Linked DNA regions of Rattus norvegicus: all the other regions are linked to region 3. Evidence: chromatin contacts called from public Hi-C data. All regions are on one chromosome and are shown on one strand. Each heading gives the region's core, a stretch centred on a gene start, on an enhancer-like site or on the middle of the called end of the contact. The rest is flanking DNA. Distances are from core to core; before and after follow the strand shown. Region 1 has its middle 25 kb from the start of Msrb2. Region 2 has its middle 8.6 kb from the start of Spag6. Region 3 holds the start of Pip4k2a (phosphatidylinositol-5-phosphate 4-kinase type 2 alpha).

Region 1 (3,170 bases), core at 450-2,949, 280 kb after region 3:
TCTTAAAATACAAGGTGGAGAGTGATGGACAAAAATGCTGATGCAGATCTCAGCGCACACATCCCACCCACCCTCCCATCCACATGCATACGCACACACTTGTGAGACACACTTTGCTGTCACGTAGAAAACATAGCCCTTGTCTCAAAGAGTAGAGATAGTTCATTTTGGAGACAAATATGAGTAGCCATGGCCTGGGAGCATACATTTAGTTTACCTTAGATTCCATGTTGCAACGGCAAATTCATGAAGGTTTTTATAGTAGCACAACAAAGAAAGTCATAACTCAAGACATTTTTTATGAGTTAGGTGCTTACAGTTAAGTGGGGAGCTTCTGCTATAGGCTTCAAATGGTGTCCGCTGAGACTCATGGCTTCTGAGTGGGTGGAAGCCAGAGACCTGATCATATTTAAAAAATGATTTACCTAATAGTTACAGGATGTTTTCAGAACAGGCAAAAATCGACTGTTTAGGGCACCAAAGTAGTCCAAGATAATTTCCCTCAGGACCCACAATACTCCAATCACCGAAGCCCTTTCTAATCAGTTATGCATCTTTGTAGAAAAGTCAATGTGGGTGTGGCTTTTTTTCTGAGAAATTTGGTACACACACACACACACACACACACACACACACACACACACACACAGAATATACGGGGGTCCTAATGTCAAAACATTTAATCACTACATGTATGGATGACAAAGAGGTATTTGGAAACAGACTCAAACTCGGGCTCCCACTCTATCACTGAACAGACATGACTTTCAGTAAAGCTCTGTAGTTGCAAGACCTGGCCTTAGAAGGCAGCCTTGCTGCTTGCCAAGGGTCTTTGGGTGAGTCACTTCACCTCTGCGCATAGATAATTTCGGTTCCCCGTGCCACTTGAACGGTAGAGCTTACAGCTCTACCCAAAATACAGGAAGAGCCTGCAACCCAGTACCCATTTTTGGTTGGGCTGACATATTTTTAAACGGAAACACAAAAGCCAAAACCACCTTCAACTTACTTCCTTTTCTACTGTCTCAAAGATTTAAATCATAAAACTTAGCAGTAATAAAGTCTGATTCCGAAGCCACTGGACGCCATTTTTACCAGGCCCACCTTCCCTTGCCACACGGCCTGCTGACGTCCAAACGAGTCCTTGTTTGCCAAGAGGATGTTTATGGTCAAGGCAAGTTGTGACTTTAAAGCGACAACAAAGAAAGTGTACGTTTGCAGGCTGGTACACAGGCTGGGAAAGCCCTTGAGAGATTCAGACAGCTCATGCCATACTTCAGACTTCATAGACCTGGGAGACATCCAGCTTTCTCCCCCAGAGAAGGCAGGCGCAGCCTGGTCCCTTCCCCTGCCACACCATCTGGTCCACAGAAACACCAGACTTCCGTGTCTCTCGGCCCTATAAAAAGCAACATTCCTTTTCCTGTCTTCTCTCCACCAGTCCCTCCCACCCGCCCCTGCCTCTCCTCTCTCCTTGCCTTTGGTCTCTCTTATCCCTTCTCCCGTGCCAATCATTTCCTTTCTACTCCACACTCCTCCTCCACTTCTCCTCTGTGCACCTGCAGTGCTACTCTTTGTCCAGCCGTGAAAACATCCCTGAAGGGCTTCTAGAACATTCGTGTGTCTGGAGGAGTTAAGAGTCCTCCAGCACTGGGGTTGGCAATTCTGCCCCCTTAGCTTCCAGGACAGATGAGGGATTTATTCCGAGGCTTTGTGCTCCCTCTAGTGGCTTCTCGTCGTGCCAACTCCCGCAGACAATGGCCGCTTTGTCCAGGAGAGAAGCCGATTTAGATGACAACCTGGCTTAAACCACAGAAACCTTCCATTTCTCCTTCTTCAGTATTTAGTAGAAGGATGGCCGTGAGAAGGAAGTCCTTATGCACAGAGCCACCGCCGTTTCACGGCGAGGTTCACCTGGCCCATGAAGATTCCCGGACACAAAACCAGGGCAACAAAATCAGGATGCAACAGGATGGAGGGGCAGTGGCACAAAGGTTGGGGGTGGGGAGGCAAAGCACAGAAGAGGAGTAGTGAGGATTGACTGAGCTCAGGCCAGAACACTTGTGAGACGATTTCTCTACTCTGAGCCTGACAGTACTCCCTCTCGGGGGCGGGGATGGGGGTTGGGGAGGTGGGGGTGGCCAGACTGTTAAGCTGTCTCAGGAGGTCCCAGAGTGACTAGAGGCAGATGCTGGATCCTATGATTGCTGGACAGCTCTCCGTCTCCCCTCTCCTTCCTCTATCCCTTCCTCTCCTCTCCTTCCCCTCCTCGTTCTCTCCTTCTGAGCGTCTCTCCCTCTTTTGCTGATCTTCTTTGACAGGATCTCACTCTACAGTCCAGGCTGGCCTCAAACTCACAATCCTGCCACCACCTTTGATTAGGGAGATTGCAAGCCTGTGCCACAGAGCCCTGCCTGCCTCATTCTCTCCAAATGGCAGGTTGTTCCAGCAGAAACAGGGTGCAAACACGTGCTTTAACTCATGACTTCAAACATCAGGTTGCCATGACCTAGAACTCTGCAACATCATAACATCACAAACATCAGTGCTGGGGAAAGGCAGTATGTCCTGGTATCGGTAATGTATGCATCCCTGTAAGGGCAGGTTTTACAGATGTGAGCATATCCACGAGCTAGTAGAACATCCTCAGTAATATCTGTCTGCTTGTGAGAGACTGGGAAGATACCTCCTGGGCTTCAGGCTTGAGTTCAGGGTAAGGCAGGAATGGTATTTCCACAAATACAGGCTTGAGTTTCCTGATGAACGGTGCAAGTCAGAATAGCGGGTCATAACTATGTGACCGCTTTGTTTTTGACAGGTTCGTGCAGGCAGGAGGTATGCCTTGGTCTTCTTTGATCCATACTGATTCTTAAATTGCTCTAATCGATTTAACCCGAGGACCTTAGGTTTCCCAGAGACAGCAGAAACACTAAGGGGAACTTTGGCATGTCCCTAGAAAGGGTACTTTTTCCATGTTTGTCTAGAAAGAAATAGAGCCATTGTGAAATGTAGGATGATGTCATACAGGTGAAGGCAGGTACAAGATAGAAGGAGGCCTGTCATTGGATGAGAAGGAAGAATGGGCAGGAGAAAAGTTTGAGGAAAGAGGAGGAGACTGGAACAGGAGGAGAAAGAAGCCACCGGGAGAACATGGAGGTGGATGTTAAGAT
Region 2 (3,165 bases), core at 440-2,939, 320 kb before region 3:
CAGGTAGAAGCCAAGCTGACAGGACTGCCTTCACTTAGATAGCTATGGATCTTGGTATGAGGGAAACACGTCCAAAGTTGGGACTGGGAAGCAATCAAGAGGTTGCGGCAGTCTTCCGTCAAAAGGACCGAGAAACAGGGGAAGATATTTCAACAGAAGCAAACCAGTTGCAGAAAATAAAGCCGGGGACCAGAGCGATTGTCCGGATTGTCACACGGGTCCAAAAAAGGAGCCTGCAGTTCCGAGGAGAGGCGTGGGATGCCTGAGGAAACGGCTTCGTTGAGAAGCCAGCGCCGCGTTCCAGGTCAGGGGCAGGTTAGAGGCAGCATCCCTCAGTCCGTCCCTTTCTTCGGTCTTGTCCTTGAGCCGCAGAGCAAGCTCTGGGTTCGAGCCCGGCCGCGCTCCGCCTCTCCCCTCACACGAGCCGGCAAACGAGCGCAGGCCGCGAAGACCCGGGAGGCCATTTTGCGCGTGCGCCGCTCGCCTCGCGCCGCCCCCAACTCCGAGGACGCCGCTCCCGCCAAATTTGAATGCGAGCTCCTCAGGCCGGGCCCGGCTCCGGAGGCCGGTGGACCCTGAGGGCTTGCCGAACCGGAGCTCGGGGGCGACCGGCGTCCAGAGCCGCGGCGCTGCAGCCTCGGGACCCCGCCTTCTCTCTGAAGCTGTCCACAGCTGCGGACCGCGCGGCCGTCAGGGCGCGGACCGGACTCCCGGGTGGACCCCTTTACCCCAACGCTGCATGAAACCACCCCTTCGTCCCCTCCTCTCTGCACGCCGTCGTTGCAAAGCCATTGCCCCTTCTCCAAGGAGGTGTCCTTGGAGCTTGAAGTCCGGGTTTTGTTGGATGGATTTGAAGCAAAGTTACTAACAGATTGTCCCCGCAGGTGACCAGGACCTGGAGGATGGCTTGCTCGCTTTGAGCGCGTCCATCTCCTGGGTGGGCGCCCTGATGGCAGGGTGGAGCGGGCGAGGGTGACAGAGGCAGGGCATCTCGTGCTCTCTGCGAAGGATCGTCCAAGGAGACACTTGTCCTCTACGTGGGTCGTAGAGCCGGGGACAGGGGCGCAGGGACTCGAGGGCTCAAGGGCGCAAGCGCTTCTCTGATCCCGGGGAAGCGAAAGTGGCTAGCCTGGGGCAATGCGTGCAGGCCGATCCCCCTCATCTTTGCAGCCGGCTGCAGAAACCGCCATTTGGGGACGGATTTCGGCGTGTCTGTAGCACGCTGTGTAGGACGTCACAACTGGCTCTCCCACGTGGCTTGTCCTTAACACCCCTCCCCCCCATTTAAGCGAATGCAAGTTCTCCCCCTGGTTTTCCTCTTCTCGGGGAGAGGCACTGCCTTACCCGGCCTGGTAGGGACAGTCCCTCGGACCTTTCTACCCAGGGGCCCGTGTGACAGAGAATGGAGCCCAGCCATCCTTTCTCACTGCCGAGGGTCTTATTTCTCTGTTGCTGAGGAGCGTGTCTAGATCCCCGCGGTCCCCTCACGGGTCCTTGCCTCACACCTCCGAGGTGTGAGATAGGGAAATGGGAACCTAAACCTGCGGGGACTGAAGCCACCTGGCCAGTGGCAGCCCGCGAAGGACACGGGACTTTGCGTGCAGCGGCCGATCCCCACCCCCAACCCCCGTGGAGGCGTCACGGGGTCGCCATTCAGACCCCAGGAGCGAGAGTCGGCCACCCGGCGGAGAACAAAGGGCGATTCTTGAGCCACTCTAGGCACGGTGGACTGCGGGCGGGGGGCAGCACGGACAGGACACCCGGGGGCGGGCGCGATCCGCTGGCGTTCCCGGTGTTTGAGGGGTTGCAGTCCGGGCTGCCATGTTGCTTTCACGGAAGGCGCGGGGATTTTTTGACGCTTGCGAGACCGCGCGGCCGCCGAGCGCAGAGGCCTCCGGCTCCTCGCCGAGCACAGCTGCGGTAACAGGGGCGGAGGGCCTCAGGGAACTGGCGAGGGCGACCATCCCGTGGGCGGCCAGGGCTGAGCGCCTGCCGCGGCGAAGCCGCTTCCCTCGCCACCTTCCTCCCGAGGCTGCAGGCTGCGCTCTGCGGAGGCTCGGTTGCCACTAGCAACCACACGACAGCGATTCGCAGCCCGGGCCATCGCCACGGCCGCGGGGACCTCCGCCTCCTCGGACGTCTTCGGGATTGAGCATTTGAATCTGGGGGTGGCCTTCCGTGACAGCTCTCTCCGGGACCCTGGCCTCACCCTCCAGTACCCTAGGCTGGGCTCGAAAGCCAGAGTCTGGGGCTTAGCCCTGCCCCCATGGCAGACAATAGGGGCGGCTGGCGACCTACAAGGCGGCAGCAGGGCCAGGGCGGAACCCACACTTTCTTGGAGTTGCGGGCGTTTTCCTGAGCACAAGGTATAGGTATAGGTTCCCTCTTCTCCGATTTAAGTCAAAATCCCCTTTCAAAAACCAGTAAATTGGAACAAGGAGGGTGTCAAATAATGCGACAGCAAGATGGTCGGTACCTTTCTAGCAAAGCTGACACCAGGCAGACCTCAGGGTACTTGCTCTTGGTAAGGGATGGCTCTCCTAGAGGCATAAATACACTTATGGTTTTCCTTCTTTGTGCATCACAAATATTTAATTACTTGCACTGACTCAAACACTGCAGGCAGGTTCTTGGTTCTTGTTATTTATTAAATGGATAGAGCACCTCACCTCCACTCGATTTCATTTGATGAACCACATAGCAGCTTTAATCAGTGAAGACTCAGGGGTTGCATAAAGTTTCACTCCCACCCCAGGTGTGTGTGTGTGTGTGTGTGTGTGTGTGTGTGTGTGTGTGTGGTTGTTGTTGCTAAGACGCAACTTTTCAAAACAATCTTAGTGTTTCACACAGGTATTACTGAGGAGAGACCTTTAAAGTATGCTGCAAAGTGTTTTACATTATAATATACATAGCCAAATTTCTTTGGTTCTTAATACTTGCCCTGGCCTTAAGTAGCTAACACTTTTATCTGAATGGTTTTGTGGATTGAAGTTTCACCTAAATCGCAAAGGTGAGACTAAGTTCAGAACTCCTGTGGGGGACAAGCACTTCTCACACTTACCTCTGTATGCTCAGGAATCCATTTTATAACAACAAATACTTGTCAGATTTCCAGAGCAAATCAACTCACTTTAGTAGAAAACAAAAACTTATTATTAATGGCAC
Region 3 (3,214 bases), core at 67-2,566:
CAAAATTCACAAGCTCATTGAAACTTTCATGGCTCAGCCAATTGCGCCTATCGTGTTTCCTGATCCCATCTAAGTAGATTAAAGCTGCAGGAGTTTTCTCGCTGTCAGATCAGCGGGCGGCTATTTCAGCCCCCCACACCGCAGTCCGCAGAGTCCGCAGCCTCGCGCCTCCTAGCATCCCAGGCGGTGCGCTAGCTAACCTCCCCAGCCTTTTAAACAACCTTCCAAATGAATGTAATTAACTCTAGACCACCTCGAACTCGCGCCTGCCGGGACCCCCCTCCGGCTGTCACCACCAAGGCCGCCCTTCCGCAGTCGGTGACTTCTGCCTGGTTCCCCAAGGAGGGGGGAAGCAAGGGGGAGGGAGGGATGAAGACTCCCGGCCAGGAGGTCTGGAAAGGGCACAGCAACTGGGCGATGCGGGAAGGGACGAAGGGCGCCAGGGCCATATTTACGTTGCCTCTTTTTTTCTTTGCAAAAAGAAAAGAAAAAAATCCTCCTAGAGTCTGAGAATGCTACCTTTAAAGGAAAAAGGAAGCTAAGCTCTCAAGATGCCGTCCAAAATCTTCTGGTTTACTCCAGTCCTGTCGCCTAGAAGCTCCGGACGCTTCCTGACAGGGACAGGTACACCTGCCCACCAGCTCAGGACAGGAGGGCCCAGACTAGTGGAGCGATCGTTCGGACTGGGCCCTGAGCAGTTCCCCGCCGGGACTGATAGCTGAGGCAGAGACGGTCCCCGCACAAACTTCCCACTTCCCAGGCAGCGAGCACCGACCGGCAGGAGGACGGATGCGGAGCAGGACAGGCGCGGGGAGGCTCAGAAGCACAGCACAGCAAATGCTTCTCATCCCGCACCCTCCCTGGGTTCCAAAGGAAGCGCAAGCGCTGCCGGAGAAACCCAAGAGGCAGACGCATGTCGTGGGGATAGGGGTACCCCAAGAGGCGAGTGGCCAGAGGGCCCGGGACCGGCCGAGCCAAACGGCTAGAGATCCCCGCCCTGCCACCGCTGCAGCAGAGGAGCAGAGCCCGGAGGCTAAGCCCGAGGAGCAAGAGGAGCGCGCCGCAGAGGAGCCTTACCGAGTGGTTGACCCCCCACATGAGCACGCTGAGCAGCGGGTCGCTGGCCCGGAACAGCTTCACTTTCTGAGCCACGAAGTGCTTCTTCTTCGTCTTGGTCTTGCTCGCCAGGACGGAGGACCCCAGGTTGCTAGGGGTCGCCATGGCCGCTGTCCCCTCCACCGCCGCGCCGCCGAGGCCGGGGACCCGCCCTCCCTACACGCCAGCCTAGGGAGGCAGCCGCATCCCCCGGGGCGGCCGCCGCTGCGCGCCTGCTCCAGCCCCGCTCCGCCCGCGCTCGGTCCTGGGCGCTCGCTCCGCCCGCTCCGCGCGCTCGGCCGCCTAGGCTGCAGCTGCGCTCGCCTCGCGCCCCCGCCCGGCTCCCGCCCGTCGCCGCTCGGCGCACTGCCCGCCGCTGGTCCAGGCGGCCAGCGGCTTCCGCGTTGGGCGCCGGCGTCATGACGCAGAGGCGGGCGGGGCAGCGGCGCCGACGGGCGGGGCGGGTGCGGATGCGGATGCCGGACCGTTAAGCTGTTCTCTGCGCTCCGCCACCCGTGCAAGGCGAGCACACCCCTGGCGCTCTGCAGAGGCTGCTGGGGAGTGCGGTGACTCGCGCGAGCATGCCTTTCACGCACCCGGGGAGGATCAAGGAAAGGGAACGAAGGCAAGGGAGCTCCGAGGAGGGAGCCCCCAGATGCATGGGACAGGCAGGAATGTCCCGGAACCTCGGCTTCCCGTGCCAAGGGCCTGGAGAGTTCTTGGGACCCGGAGCGCTTCATCGGGACGCGGGCTTTCCCAACATCTAGGGAAAGGACCTTGGCTCCTCTTTGTCCAACTGTCTGCCAGAGAGTCCCTGCCTTGAACTGCCTTGAACTTCCTAACCTTATGCCTTTTGGGTTCTTCTTCGGCCTTCCCACGCTGTCGAATACTAGAGTGTTATTCCCAGCCTACCCTGGGATTCCTCACTGAAACCCCCGCTTTAGTCAGCTATGCCCCAAACTGGACCGTGTGCTTGGAACCCATCAACCCTTTTGCAGACCACCCCTTCCTTCTCGTATCCAGGACACACCTTCTAACTTGAAAATGTTTTCTCTTTCACCACTCCACACTGAAAATTAGCCCTCCTTATGCTCGCATTAGTTGTTCCAAGTCTACAATCCTGCTTAGATCTTTCAAGAAGACAAAGAATACCAGCAGGAACAAAGAGAGGGGGCAGATCCTGTGAGACCTTTCTTTACTCTTCTTCATTTGACCTTTCAACACGGTTGCCCCCTCCTTCCCTTTGGTCGTTCTAACTTGTTGATACTATCCCCCCCCCCCCAAATGATACCTTGCTTCTGGTACCAACCATCGCCATTGTTGATGGCTAACGGGATGAGGCCAGTATCAAAAACAGCCTAAATTAATGTTGTGGAGTTGTAGACTTGGCCCACAGTTCCGGTAGTTGACCACATCGTTTAACCGGAGACTGAAGTTACTTGTGTGAATAGGTATAGTCTGACGCAAAGGTCACTTTAGGGACCTTCTATAGATCATTGGACTCAAAACCAGCAGTAGATAAAAGTACACGATGTTGCAGACCTGTAATCCTGACACTCAGGAGGCAAGGCTAGAGGATCAGAAGTTCAAGATTATCCTCAGATAGTTTGTTCGAGGCAAGCCAGGTATACATGAAACCCTGTCAGGAGGAGGGGGTGTACAGTCCTTACCTTGCTGATAACCCATAAACTCTGGCCTGACCTCAGAAAAGAGCATGTCTGAACCAGTCTGCATAGCTTGTCCACAGGCACCCTTGCACAAGAACCTACAACCAAATTCAACATCCTACACAGCCCACAAGTTGTTTCACTTCTCTTGCTGTATTGGAAATAGCATTCAGATTGCTCTTGACCCAGTTAGGAGTTCATTTATTTAACAAATTCTCATTGACCCAGACTCAAGAGTTTCACATCATCGATTATTGCTCTCATCACCACTCCACAGAAACCTGTACCAGCCCCTGTCCTTGAAAACAATTACCTCTTACCTCCTGGTGGAAATGAATCCTTCCACTTCAATGCCTCTGTAGCTCTTTATTTGTTCACAATAGCTGTAATGTACTTAATTGTATATTACTAATGCAAGACAATAGGCTTGCTGAAAAACCGAATTCAATGAC

The links. Hi-C and Micro-C count contacts between places; a contact is called where the count stands out from the background.
Region 1: a Hi-C map of Schwann cells shows a contact between it and region 3, with 4 times the contacts expected there. The contact joins the enhancer-like site here to the promoter of Pip4k2a in region 3. A contact is called at or near these places in 2 of 12 Hi-C or Micro-C datasets (Schwann cells and frontal cortex).
Region 2: a Hi-C map of Schwann cells shows a contact between it and region 3, with 2.6 times the contacts expected there. The contact joins the enhancer-like site here to the promoter of Pip4k2a in region 3. A contact is called at or near these places in 2 of 12 Hi-C or Micro-C datasets (Schwann cells and frontal cortex).

The regions. Positions count from the first base shown.
Region 1 is chr17:86,856,367-86,859,536 of GRCr8, forward strand. No RefSeq gene overlaps it. Among named protein-coding and RNA genes, the nearest start is that of Msrb2, 25 kb to the right of the region's middle. Within about 2 kb of position 1,700, at least 44 of the 93 cell types and tissues checked have an H3K27ac peak or open chromatin away from gene starts, as enhancers often do.
Region 2 is chr17:86,251,847-86,255,011 of GRCr8, forward strand. No RefSeq gene overlaps it. Among named protein-coding and RNA genes, the nearest start is that of Spag6, 8.6 kb to the right of the region's middle. Within about 2 kb of position 1,690, at least 12 of the 93 cell types and tissues checked have an H3K27ac peak or open chromatin away from gene starts, as enhancers often do. A contact at or near this core is called in Schwann cells, where this site is marked.
Region 3 is chr17:86,575,114-86,578,327 of GRCr8, forward strand. It overlaps Pip4k2a (phosphatidylinositol-5-phosphate 4-kinase type 2 alpha), which reads right to left and starts at 1,317. Exons shown (of 10, transcript NM_053926.2): 1 at 1,078-1,317. The coding sequence starts at 1,221.